Linked DNA regions of Pan troglodytes: region 2 is linked to region 1. A link is a contact called in public Hi-C data. All regions are on one chromosome and are shown on one strand. Each heading gives the region's core, a stretch centred on a gene start, on an enhancer-like site or on the middle of the called end of the contact. The rest is flanking DNA. Distances are from core to core; before and after follow the strand shown. Region 1 has its middle 760 kb from the start of MIR1244-7. Region 2 has its middle 970 kb from the start of MIR1244-7.

Region 1 (5,807 bases), core at 904-3,403:
GGGGCAGGGTTCTCTCCTCTGAACAGGGTGTTGTGTGTCTGTCCAGCTCTTTTCGCATAGAGAGTTAAGGTCCAGGCTCATTTTATCTATGTCTCATAAACATAGGAGTATCATATGTGGGAGGGTCATTGGCACTATCTGCATATGGCACTCTCACAAACTGACAGACAGATCGGAACACTGCTAATAGGCACATCTGTGGTGAAATGCGCCAAAAATCAACATGTTTCCTCATAACAAAATATGCATAGCACAACAAACATATGTATGGCAGTGTGATTTAAAAACCCTACAAGTTACCATAAATACAAAATACCAAATTATAATATTATATACCTTTATTATCAGAAAACTTAAGTGAAACGTTTAGTCACCGAAGAATAAATATCTTAGACATACTAAAAACGTCCTTTGCAATCTTGATTCAACATTTTGCTACGTTCTCTTAGCTTTCTTCCACCAATTTTTCTTGGTTTCTCCTGAATATGAGTATCCATAAAAGCAATAGTAATAATACTTTATACATTGATATTCTATAGCACCTTAATTTACAAAGAGTTTTTTTTCACATACATTATCTATTTTTCAGCAATCTTATCTGGCTAATGAGTAAGTGTGTGTGTGTGTGTGTATGTGTGTGTATGTGTGTGTGACTATATGTGAAAGATGAGACTTTATTTACTGGGCCTAACAACAAATTCATCTAAAGTTCCTAAAAAATAATGTTGTGTGGTTTAAGTATCTTATTCTTCTATTTGCTTCTTTGAAAAACATGCCTATGTATCACCTGATTTTCAGTTTTTGAAACACATTGACCCAGGGATCATTATCCTATTGTACCTACCCCACTGTCTCCATGTTTGTGAGTTACAATTTTTCTCATAAGAGAATTTATTATTAAAGGATATAAAAGACATTTTAGTCACATGATAGTAAGACTATTGATACTATAATTATCTATGTCTTCAAGAATCTCCCAGTCAATAGGATCTCTTTTTCTGAGCCTGGTTCTGAACAAGTTGAGAATAAAGTGAAGGAAAAATGGAGGCCAAAATGTCATCTTAGTACTGATAATGACTAATTTATTTGTTGCATTTTGAGGTCTGTTAGGATGTGGCTTTGCTAATACTGAACCCTTGACTTAGAAGTCTTACCACTCCGGAAAGGCAGCTCTGTCCCTGGGAAGGCTGCCCCAGAGCCTGCAAAGGTAGGTTCCTGCAGGACTCGTAGCAAGGAGAAGCTGAGGAGGCTGTTGTCTCAGTGGGAAGGCCCCTTCCCATAAGAAGGAAGAGTGAATCTGAGCCAACAGCATTATTCTTCCCAAATTTAACCATCAGCTGTGCTATACCAACTCCCCAGAGGAAATATGTAAAGGGATGGATAGAAACCAGGAGCGTGCTTAGGGAAAATATTCCCATATGGAAATGGGGAGCAGAGAAAAGGCATTCCTTTCTAATAATATATTTACCTAACTGATCATATAATCACAAAATAACTTGTAAGAATTGGGCCAAGGAAATATGGCAAAGCCTCATTTAAAACAAATTTGGTAAATATTAAACAAGATCTGTTTCACAGGGGGTATGCCGTATTTGGATTTGCAGAAGACTGGTTTGAATCAAAATGAAGATGGGCCAGAGATTTAGTTTTTGGAGTGTGCATATAATTTTTGGTCTGTTATCAAGCCTTACTTTGATAAATGGATGTAAGCTAATCGCTAAATGCATACTTACCAGTGTCACTCAGACAGTGCTCAGCAGCTGTCTGTCCTATTTGTGAAACTGATTAGAATCTAAGACAAGTTCTTTGTGTCGAAGGCCTTGTAGCCGCTGCATGATCAAACAGGATTGAAGCCTGGGTGCAGAGAAGAGGGCAGATGGATTCTCATCTTCTATCTTATGGTCCTCAGCAAAGGAATGTTATTGAGATATCCTTCCAAGAAGTTTAAATAGAAGTGTCTGTTGGCAAAATGAAAACAAATGGAGAAGCCAGTGAGACCCACACAGGGGTCTCAGTTTCCTGCTGCCTACAGCCCCTGTGGGAGAGGCAAGCTGGCACTTTTATTCAGAAGAATGCATCTCAGTCAGAGGCAGGAGCTGTCAGAATTAGCAGGGAGGAGGAGGTGCTTTCCCCTGATAGCTTGCTAAGCTCCCTGGAATTCTCTGACATTGCTGAATCTGTTAGAGGCCAATATTCAGTCAGCTTAAGGAGATGGGCTTTTTGACTCCCCCAAGATGCTAAACTCATCAATTGGTCTAATCAGTGTATCTCCTTGGAAACACCATTGGGAACTCCACAAATGCAACAGTTCCATCCTTGTTGCTTTCTCTGACTATTCACATTCAAGAAGAATCTGCAGACAATGCATTCAACTGCTGGTTCCCTTCAGGCACTGTTTACTGGCACTTTCTTCTACCCTGTAGTTCTCAGTGCTACTCTCTGCTCAGGCCCACCATGGTTGTCCTCTTTTCTCATAGTTTTTTCTGGCCCTTCCTTCCAACCTCTCAGTAAAAGCAGTACTAGAGACTGTCTGAATGATTTTTTTCTTAACATCTAGGGGGTTGAGAATGATGCCTGGCTCACAACTTCCTGTATACTCTGTGGACACTGCTTGCTGGTCTCTAGAAGTGGGGTTAGTTTTATTGTCCAAACTCTTGTTTCAATAAATTTGTGACTGTACTCGAGAACAAGATGGAGATCAAGGAAGCATAGGTTGTGTCCAGAGTGCAAAATGGTGCATCAAAGTGATGTTCCAAAGTTGCAAAAAGGAAGAAATTATTCTGCTGTATGAAAACTGGTGTATGAAAAAACTGATAGCCTCTGTTTCACCAAAGAACAGAAAATTAGCCTTGTTTCGGGTCAGGCTTAATTATCAGGGGGAAAATAAAGGAGTATGTTGACCTTCCACACTGAAAACTACATACTTGAATACCAGGACTTTTGTTAATATGCTTGCATGCTTAGGAAGGACATTAATAAAAGCAAAAATCTCTTATTTCCTGCAGCTTTGTCTCCCTTAGTGGCTAGTAAATTGCTGATTATTAAATTGATTAGAGAGGTTAGGTGAATAGAACTCTGGTTTTGCAGATCAGAATGTCATGTCAAGCATGTCATATTCCCCTGACTTACATGTGCAAATGTCACTCTACTTTGTCCCCAAATGATAGACAAAGATGTGAGACAAAGAGTGGGAGTATAGTATAGTATTGCTTTCTCATGGCACCTTTGGAAGCTAAGCAAAATTTTCTACCGTAAATGCCTAAAACTGATAGAAAACTAAGGGAAAAAAACTATGCTACGGGTACTCTGTGTTTTTCCCTACCCCTGAAAAAAAAGTAGTTGTAAAGCCCTTCCGCATATACTATCTCATTAGATTTTCGCAACAAATTTGTGAAGTAAGAACTGTTTTATTTTTTAATTTCTCTCTGTTCCTTTCCATGTTTGTAAAGTAGAGATCATAATATGAATTTCAGGGGCTTGTTTTGAAAAGGAAATGAGATTATATCAATCCCTTACTGTGTGTTTCAGTTTGGGTTGTTCAAGAAGCAGAGACCTAGATGGAATAAATCATTGTAGAGATTTACTGGGAAAAAAATACATGTGAAGAATTGAGGAGAAGACAGCAGAGAAGGTGAAAGGAGGCTTCAGATTGCAATGTAGTTCTGACATATGTGAGCAAAGGACCACACAGATAAAGGATTGGTTTGGGAGAGCTTCAGAGTGGGATTCTGAAAAAGACTCAATCCAAATAAAAAGTTGCCTGCTAGGTGTCTGCAATGGGAAGAAACAGGTCAGTTCTAATACCCTACTGAGTCATTGTCTGAGAACAGCCTGGAGGAAGCATGGCCCTAGTGCAAGCTCCCCGTGGATCCCAAAGGGTAGCTGCTGGAGGCTCTCATCCCACATGGCCTCCTGGCAGCAGATGCTCTTGAAGGGAGACCATTGTGGAGTGGGGCATGTCCATGACCCTCACAGTACAGGTGCCTGGAATGTATTAAGCACTTGAAATGAGTTAACTATTATTATTCCCATTACACAGATAAGGAAGCTGTATATCCAATGGCAATGTGTGATTTGGCTAGGATTCTTTGTAACAGAGTCGAGGCTTAAACCTACATTTCTGCCTCTGGATCTTATGCTCTGTCAAGCACATCACACAGCTGCTCTTTAACAGCATGTACTTAATGCATTTCCTTCTGTGATGCTAATTCCACTGGGGACAATAAAACCTCCCCCTAAGTCCTTCAGGTTGTGTAGCCTTGCTGCCTCTGAGAGAGGCTTGGTCCATTCCTGTGGCTTCTTAGGCCCAGAATCTTGCCCTTAGCTCTCAGTAGTCCAATTCCTGGGATCTGAGCCAAGGCAAACTCCAAGGCTGAACCTCAGCTCCCAGAAAGGCCATGTCACTCTTGGCTTCAGCATTTAGAAGACAGCATGCAAAGCTTCTTTTTGTGTGGAGAAGGCTGTGGGTATTCTCTGGTGCCATGATACATTGGAATATCACTGCATGTCATTTTCACTTAAATCTCATAATCGTGTGCCAAATTCTTTTATGGCCTCTAATCTGTTTCTCAGTGAACAGATTTTAATTTTTCCTTTTTACCTAAAGAATATATATATATATATGTGTGTGTGTGTGTATATATATATATGTGTGTATATATATATATACGTATATACACACACACACACATATATATATCTCCTTTAAAATGTGTGTGCTAGCAAGTTCTTTTAAATGTCTGAGAACAGGTTTATTGTACACATCTTTTTTTCATTTTTCAGAGATGAGAATGTAACACAGCCACGTTCTAGCCAGTTTACAGCTTAGATTACAGCAGGCTAGTTTCTAATTGTCCTAACAGATTTCTGGCTTCATTATTAGTTCTTAAGCCAAGAGCACAAAAGAAGTACAATTTCTGGGTGTTGTCATGTTTAAATAATTACAATTTCCTACTTTTAAAAATAGAGTCAAGTATCCCTAAATTGAGGTATGATAAGTTAAATATGCCCATGTTTATACACAGAGACATACACAGGTACACTGGCATTTTTGACTCTGCAATATGAATGTGGAGACAAATATGAAAGACGTCTAGAGCACATATAATCAGGCCTTTTGGTGGAAAATTGCAGTACCCTTGTGTTGGAATGAAACTTCTCAGGATTACAGTAGTAAAGACTAAAAGACAGATGATCCTTCCCTCATTTTTATAGATAGTCTGACCTAAAAGCTTCAATCCTATTACTATAATGTTCTTAATGACCTCCAAAGCTATTTAGAAACTTTTGGTCATCTCTAAGATCGCTGGCTAATAGGCAAGGTGTTTTCAGTTGAGCCTCTTAAATCTACCCTTGGAACAGGCTTTCTGAGAGTAGAAACTTGATTTGTTTGTTTATTTGTTCCCTGCTTGTCCAAAAAAGTATTTCAAGTAGTCAGGAGAAAGAAGTCACACTGTTCACCTGGCAAGATGTGCCCAACCAACAAATCACTAAAGTATGGGTAAAGTGATGTTGCATGGACCCTAAAAGAAAAGTCCCAAAGAACAAGCCAGGCCACCTGGGAATTAGATCACTACCTAATGGTCAAATATGTATTTCCAGGTGTCTTTCCTCAGGCTTACCCAAGAAAGGCTTTAGAACTGAGACTGGGATAGAATTCCAGTGGCAACAATTACCAATCATAATACAACAAAACGTTAAGCGGCCAACTTTAAACAGCACTATTTAGTGTTAATTAAATAGTTCAGATAGTTACTTAGAGCTCACTTTTAGGAATTTAACCTATATAATTTATTTATGTGATTTGT
Region 2 (5,807 bases), core at 911-3,410, 210 kb before region 1:
TTGAATCCATCTAGTTCTAGATTCAAAGGCCATGCTCTGGCCACTTGCAAATTGCCTCCTGAGAATGGAACAGACTTGGCAAGACAAACAAGCAGCAGATAAAGGAAGTGCATGGGGAAAAAAGAAGACTGAGCAATCTAGAAGAAAGTGTCTCCATTGGGGATTGAAAAAAAAATAAATTGTTAAAGGTAAGATAAGAAATTTCAGAAGACCTTACATTTTAAAAATGAAGAATCTGAATTCTGTCTGGTAGGTTAGTGTTTTTCAGCCCTGGTTGCAGATTAGGATGGCCTGAGATCTTTAAAATACTACGGATGCTAGGGCTGCAACCCAAAAATTGTGATCTAATTGGTTTGGGGTGGGATGATGCGTCAGCAAAAGTCCTCAGGTGATTCTAGTATGGTTCTAGAAGACCATAAGGAGCAGCTATAACTCATAAGCAGGTGAGAGTCTTGAAGAAACTGTTAACAAGATTAACCTGGTGGTAACGTATAAACTAGATTAGAGCAGTGAATGGAGGAAAGGGATCAGGTAGAAGGCTATTGTAGAAATCTAGGGGTGTGGCAATAAAGACCCATACCAGAGAGATGGATCAGGAATGCTGCTAGAGTCAGGAGACCCCCTTCAGGTCTGCTAATGTTGCTTTCACTGGCCTATCATATGTCATAAGAAAAGTCACTTAACTTGCCCTTGTCTGCATTTCCCACTAATGCTAGAAGAGCTAACATAGCCCTTGAACATATCACAGCATTAGAGATAATTAAAAGTATTTCAGAAAGTATAATGCACAACACGTGTTTATTATGAAAAAGGCAGTAAAACTGAAAAAAAAACATAGAGACATCTTAGACACATTTACACATTGTCATGGTGAGACTGATGATCAACTGAAATTGGAGAAGAGAGAATTAAATATACTTCTAAAAGTTCTTGAAGCCTGTGAAACAGGGAAGTTGGAAAAGGGGAATAATTCCTGAAGAAAATAACGTGGGTATAGATAAGAAGTTCTCAACTGGGTCAGTTTTTCCCTCCAGGGGGCATTTGGCAATGCCTGGAGATGTTTTTGGTTGTCATAACTAGGAGGATGAGGGTTGTGCTACTGTCAGCTGGTGGACAGAAACTAGGGATGCTGCTAAACATCCTATAGTGCACAAGACAGCCCCACACAGTAAAGAATTATCTGGTACAGTATGTCAGTAGTGCCAAGGTGGAGAAACCTAGCATAGATATTACAAACAGTTGGAAGGGACCAATATTCATTATCATGTAAATACACGGATGAATAAAATGAAATTCAGAGATTGAATGACTTAGTTAAGGTCCCCAACGAGTGGAGGCCACAGTAACAGAACTGAAATCCAGCTTTCCTAACTACTAGTCAGTGCTCTTCAGAGCGGCCCCATCTGCCTACTCACCCAACTCAGCCCTGGCCCTGAGTCATCCAGTTTGAGATGCTTGGTACCCAGCTGGGAAGTCTAAGCTGAGGGCTAAGCACGAGGTTAGTGGTGGAGGTTTCCATCCTGGTGTAGCTGTAATAGACCTTTTATTTCCAACTAACTTAAAGAAAATATAACAGAAGATATAAACCAAGAAGTGCAGAGGAACCCAGAGGGCTCTTGGAGGGAAGGTCAGAAGTGCCAGAATTGTTTTGACCCAGTGACTTTGAAATCAAATAAAAAGGAATGGCACACGCTGTGAAGCGCAGCATCAAAATCAAGTAGGATGAGGCTTCAAAAGGCCATTGGACTTTTTGGTGGAGGTCATGGTGACATTTGGAGAAAAATTTCCATAGAGTTGTTAGGAAAGCACTGGAGATTTCTGAGAGGGAGAGGAGCAATGAGGTGATGAAGATGTGCGGCTAGCATGTTCCAAGAGCTTCCTCGTGAAAAGGAGAAATTCAGGACTTATGGGACAGCAAGGTCAAGTCAAGGATTTAAGAAGGCAAGAGCTTCACCTGTGTTTGCTGAGAGCAGAGGGGACTTTGGCGGCGTTGGATAGACTTGGCACAGGCACACAGCGAAGAAGAGCCGCGGCGATGCCGTTCTGTGAGCACTAGATGGCAGTAGCGGGGCCCTTTCGGCTCGGTTCGCGGTCCTATAAGGCGCTGCTTGTTTAAGTACATCGCATTTAGTTGAAGCTGCAGGGGAGTGAGGGAGAGGAGGATAGGAAGCAGGAAAGCGGGAGAGCTCGAGGGACGAGGGGGCTCGGTGTGTTTACACCAGGCACGGGCTACGAGCGTCCATCCCGGCCCCTGGCTTGCGCTCCCGAAGAGGAGAGCAAGGCTGTTCTGGGATCCGGCCGTCGTGCGGCAAGAGGCTTGTCTGTCCGGGTTGCCGGAACCAGGAGAACCCAGAGGGAAACCGAGGGAAAGGAGCGGCGCGTTTTACTAGAGAGAGCGCGAGCGGAAGAGGCGAGAGCAGGAGCGCGCGAGGGAGCATCGAGCGCAGCGGAGACATGAGGACCTACTGGCTGCACAGCGTCTGGGTGCTGGGCTTTTTCCTGTCCCTCTTCTCATTGCAAGGTAGGGGGAGGATTCCCTGACCCCTTGCGCCCCCTCCTCCCTGCCGCCGGGCTCCGGGGTGGTCGGTGGAGTAAGAAGCGCTCCGGTTCTGGATGGAACAGGGTTTATTTACAAGTCCTGCGGTGCGCTCCCTGCCCTGCCAGCTCTGCGCCCAGGCTGGGTCCTGAGGCGTGCGGGATTGTGCGGACAGACTTGCTGCAACATCGGTGTTGATGGGGAAATCCGAAGCCAGGGCTTGTGTGTGTGTGTGTGTGTGTGTGTGCGCGCGCGCGCGTGTGAACGGGGGGCAGGATAGAGCGGCGTGTTTTGTGTGTGTGTGTGTGTGTGTGTGTCTTGGTGGGGTGGGGGCTTTTGCGCGAGGTGGTGGCGACGGATCTGGGGTTGCTCCTCTGTAAACTCCAAGAGCCGCGGTGGTGTTCGCTGTCCCCGTGTCCCCGGTGCTGATATCACTGCATTCCTCCTCTTTCAGGAGGGAATTGGCATTAAGTTTAGGAGGCTAGGTATCCGCTTGGCACCTGGTACTTGTATCTCTCTGCAAAATAGCCCCACCAGATTCTTCTGCCCCGAGATGGAGGAGGGATGCGGGAGGGAAGGGAACGGTGAGTGGGGTGGGGAGAGGGGGACACGGGGAGGGGGGGAGGAGGAGAAGAGGGAGGGAGGGAGAGAGTGGGGTGGGGGGGAGAGAGAGAGAGAGAGAATGAATATGAGAATTCACGGGTAATCGCTGCGCTGGCTCATAATGGTCAATGTATTTCATGCTTGCAGGACAAAATTGCTAGCGCTGGGTGTTTACTTTGAAGGGATTGTAGGTTTCTATGTTTTGGGGAGGTTGTAAAATAAATTCATGAAGGTTAAAAATGAAAATACATACATGGTGTTTGCATTTCACTTACAAGCTGGCATCCAGAGCCCTCACGGATGTTAAACATACCTATAATACACGAAGTAATTCCAACATAAAAATATATTATCTTTTTAATCTTCCTGTCTCACTCTTCCTGCTCGTGAGAGGAACCTTGCACAATTAGCCATAGAGAGTCTGTGCTATATTGCTCTACCACTGACGGTTCTACTACATCTTCATGTTTGGGCATTCTGCCATCATTAGGACATTTACCCACGCACATCTCTCATGCTACGGAACACACTCCATTTACACACAGTGTACACATGCACACACAAAGACACATACGCACACACACTGCCTCTCATGAACACTTGGCATGAAATGACCAGACTGGCAATCCTACTCCTGATTTTTTTCTGACAGCTGGTTGCTAATGTTACATTGGTGGGTTTCATTTTTCATTGCTGGGGGATATTTTGTGTAGCTATAAAGCCCTCTTGCTAAATGAAAAGAGAATAGACTCCCTGGCTGTTTACTAGTTGAAGCATTGCAAGGGAATGAATACTATGTTGAAGTTATAGTTTAAAATATGCTTAGGGGAACAGCTGGAACTCACCCATAATACAATTACAAGTTACAGGTTCTAAAAACTTCCTCATCTCAGAACTCACTGACCCATTCCTCTCCTATCTAATTTGTGAGCTCTTGCAATACATGATTCTTCTACTAAGCATGTCTAAATGAAAAATAGAATCCCAATCTTGCTTTGGCTTTTTACATTTTATTTCTTTACATTTTTTCCTTCAAAGCTCACAGGACTTTCTCTGTGATTTCAGATATTGCTGCAATTCAGCTTTTTCATACTGAGACATTAGCATCGTGACTGTACTATGCCAGCAGCAGAGGTTAATCCCTTTCCTTCCTATTCCATTTAACTCTAGGAATTTAGCTCTTCTGATAAAATGCTAAGAATGATGTCATGAATACGTGCTCCTCTTAAGTTTGAGTAAAACTATGGGATATTCATTACTCAGCCATGGGGTCTTATGAGCGAAAGGTACTTCTAAAGGATGAGGAAGGTGTAATGGAACACGAAACCAGATAATTATATTTCAGGAGATCTTCTATTAAAAAAAAAGCCCCCCAGTCTTTTTCAATGATAACATAGTAAACTATAGTAACAATTCTCTGAATTTTCTGGTCTCATTTGGGCAAAGCAAATAGCTTTTCCTCCCCGGGAATATTGTTCTTTCTAAAGAGGAGTTTTCAAGGTTTTGCTAAATAGAGTTTAGCACATTGTGGGAAGTGGCCTCAGTTCTCAAGCTTTGGGATCCCCCAGTGTGTGGCACACACTAGGCAGCAGTAACGTTGAGTAATGGGATAGGAGAAGAAGGCAGTGCAGCTGGATGAGGCTAAGAAACATGGAGATCACTCGCAAACAACTGCCATACACATTATCTCCTGCCATCATCATGGCAGGGCTTGAACTGTTTCCTGACAACATGCTCTCCTCTCTCTTACACATATGTACATGTAGACACACACGTACACACTCCTCAGTGTCAAAGTATGTGGCCCTTTTGAATTGGCCCCATCCCTTGTTTACTATCTCCATTCTTCAGCACAGTTGCTTCTGCTGTTTCTTACCATTATGTTCATGGATTCACAGATTAATGCTGTTCTTGGTGTTCATTCTTAATTAGAATCCATTTGTTCAAGAATGTTTAATGTAAGTACTTGAGGCTATGTGGTTCTGAGGTGGAGGGATATTTACAGAATGATTTGGGCTTGCCCCATGAGAAAAAGACTATTTAGTCTAAGTCATTATTTTGTGACCGTGGGCAAGTCGGGCATATATTCTTGAGGTTCAGTAATAATTATGTTCTGTTTTTCATGAATGATATAATAATCATTATCATTATTTTGAAATAGATCATAAAAGATAGCTTAGTCAAGATGTGTTCACATGTGAATAAAAACTATAGTTTTTTCTCTGTTGTTCTTTTTCCAAATATCCTAGAGTACTTTGATATAGTTGAGTATATTCATCTATGCAATGTCCTTGTGATGTTGGTAGGGAGAACTTCTAACCTTTTGTGCAATGACGAGAAGGTTATATAATGGCCCAGCGAGGTTTCATCCTTGATATCCTGGCAACTGTAGTTTATATTAATGACATCTCCATTGATAAAGGGTCTCTGAGGTTTCCAGAAGAAAGTTTTTTAGATATTCATGAGTGTACTAATATCATCAATTTACCTGTAACTTTGATTAAGCAAAGAAAGCAAACCCATACACACACACAAACAAACAAAAAACCCCACTTTTCTCAGGACTTTCCATTTGTTCCCAGCTTAGTTTGAGGTCCTGCTTCATTGGCTTAGATCTGGCCAGGTCTGTTTGTCATCTGGCATCTGTCTCTTCTTTCTCATGCTCCAG

Evidence for each region. Hi-C and Micro-C count contacts between places; a contact is called where the count stands out from the background.
Region 2: a Hi-C map of stem cell-derived neural progenitor cells shows a contact between it and region 1, with 2.9 times the contacts expected there. The contact joins two enhancer-like sites. A contact is called at or near these places in 1 of 7 Hi-C or Micro-C datasets (stem cell-derived neural progenitor cells) and 1 of 1 datasets of contacts at active chromatin or transcription factors (stem cell-derived excitatory neurons).

What each region holds. Positions count from the first base shown.
Region 1 is chr2:121,109,552-121,115,358 of NHGRI_mPanTro3-v2.0_pri, reverse strand. No RefSeq gene overlaps it. Among named protein-coding and RNA genes, the nearest start is that of MIR1244-7, 760 kb to the right of the region's middle. Within about 2 kb of position 2,153, at least 7 of the 24 cell types and tissues checked have an H3K27ac peak or open chromatin away from gene starts, as enhancers often do. A contact at or near this core is called in stem cell-derived neural progenitor cells, where this site is marked.
Region 2 is chr2:121,316,759-121,322,565 of NHGRI_mPanTro3-v2.0_pri, reverse strand. No RefSeq gene overlaps it. Among named protein-coding and RNA genes, the nearest start is that of MIR1244-7, 970 kb to the right of the region's middle. Within about 2 kb of position 2,160, at least 16 of the 24 cell types and tissues checked have an H3K27ac peak or open chromatin away from gene starts, as enhancers often do. A contact at or near this core is called in stem cell-derived neural progenitor cells, where this site is marked.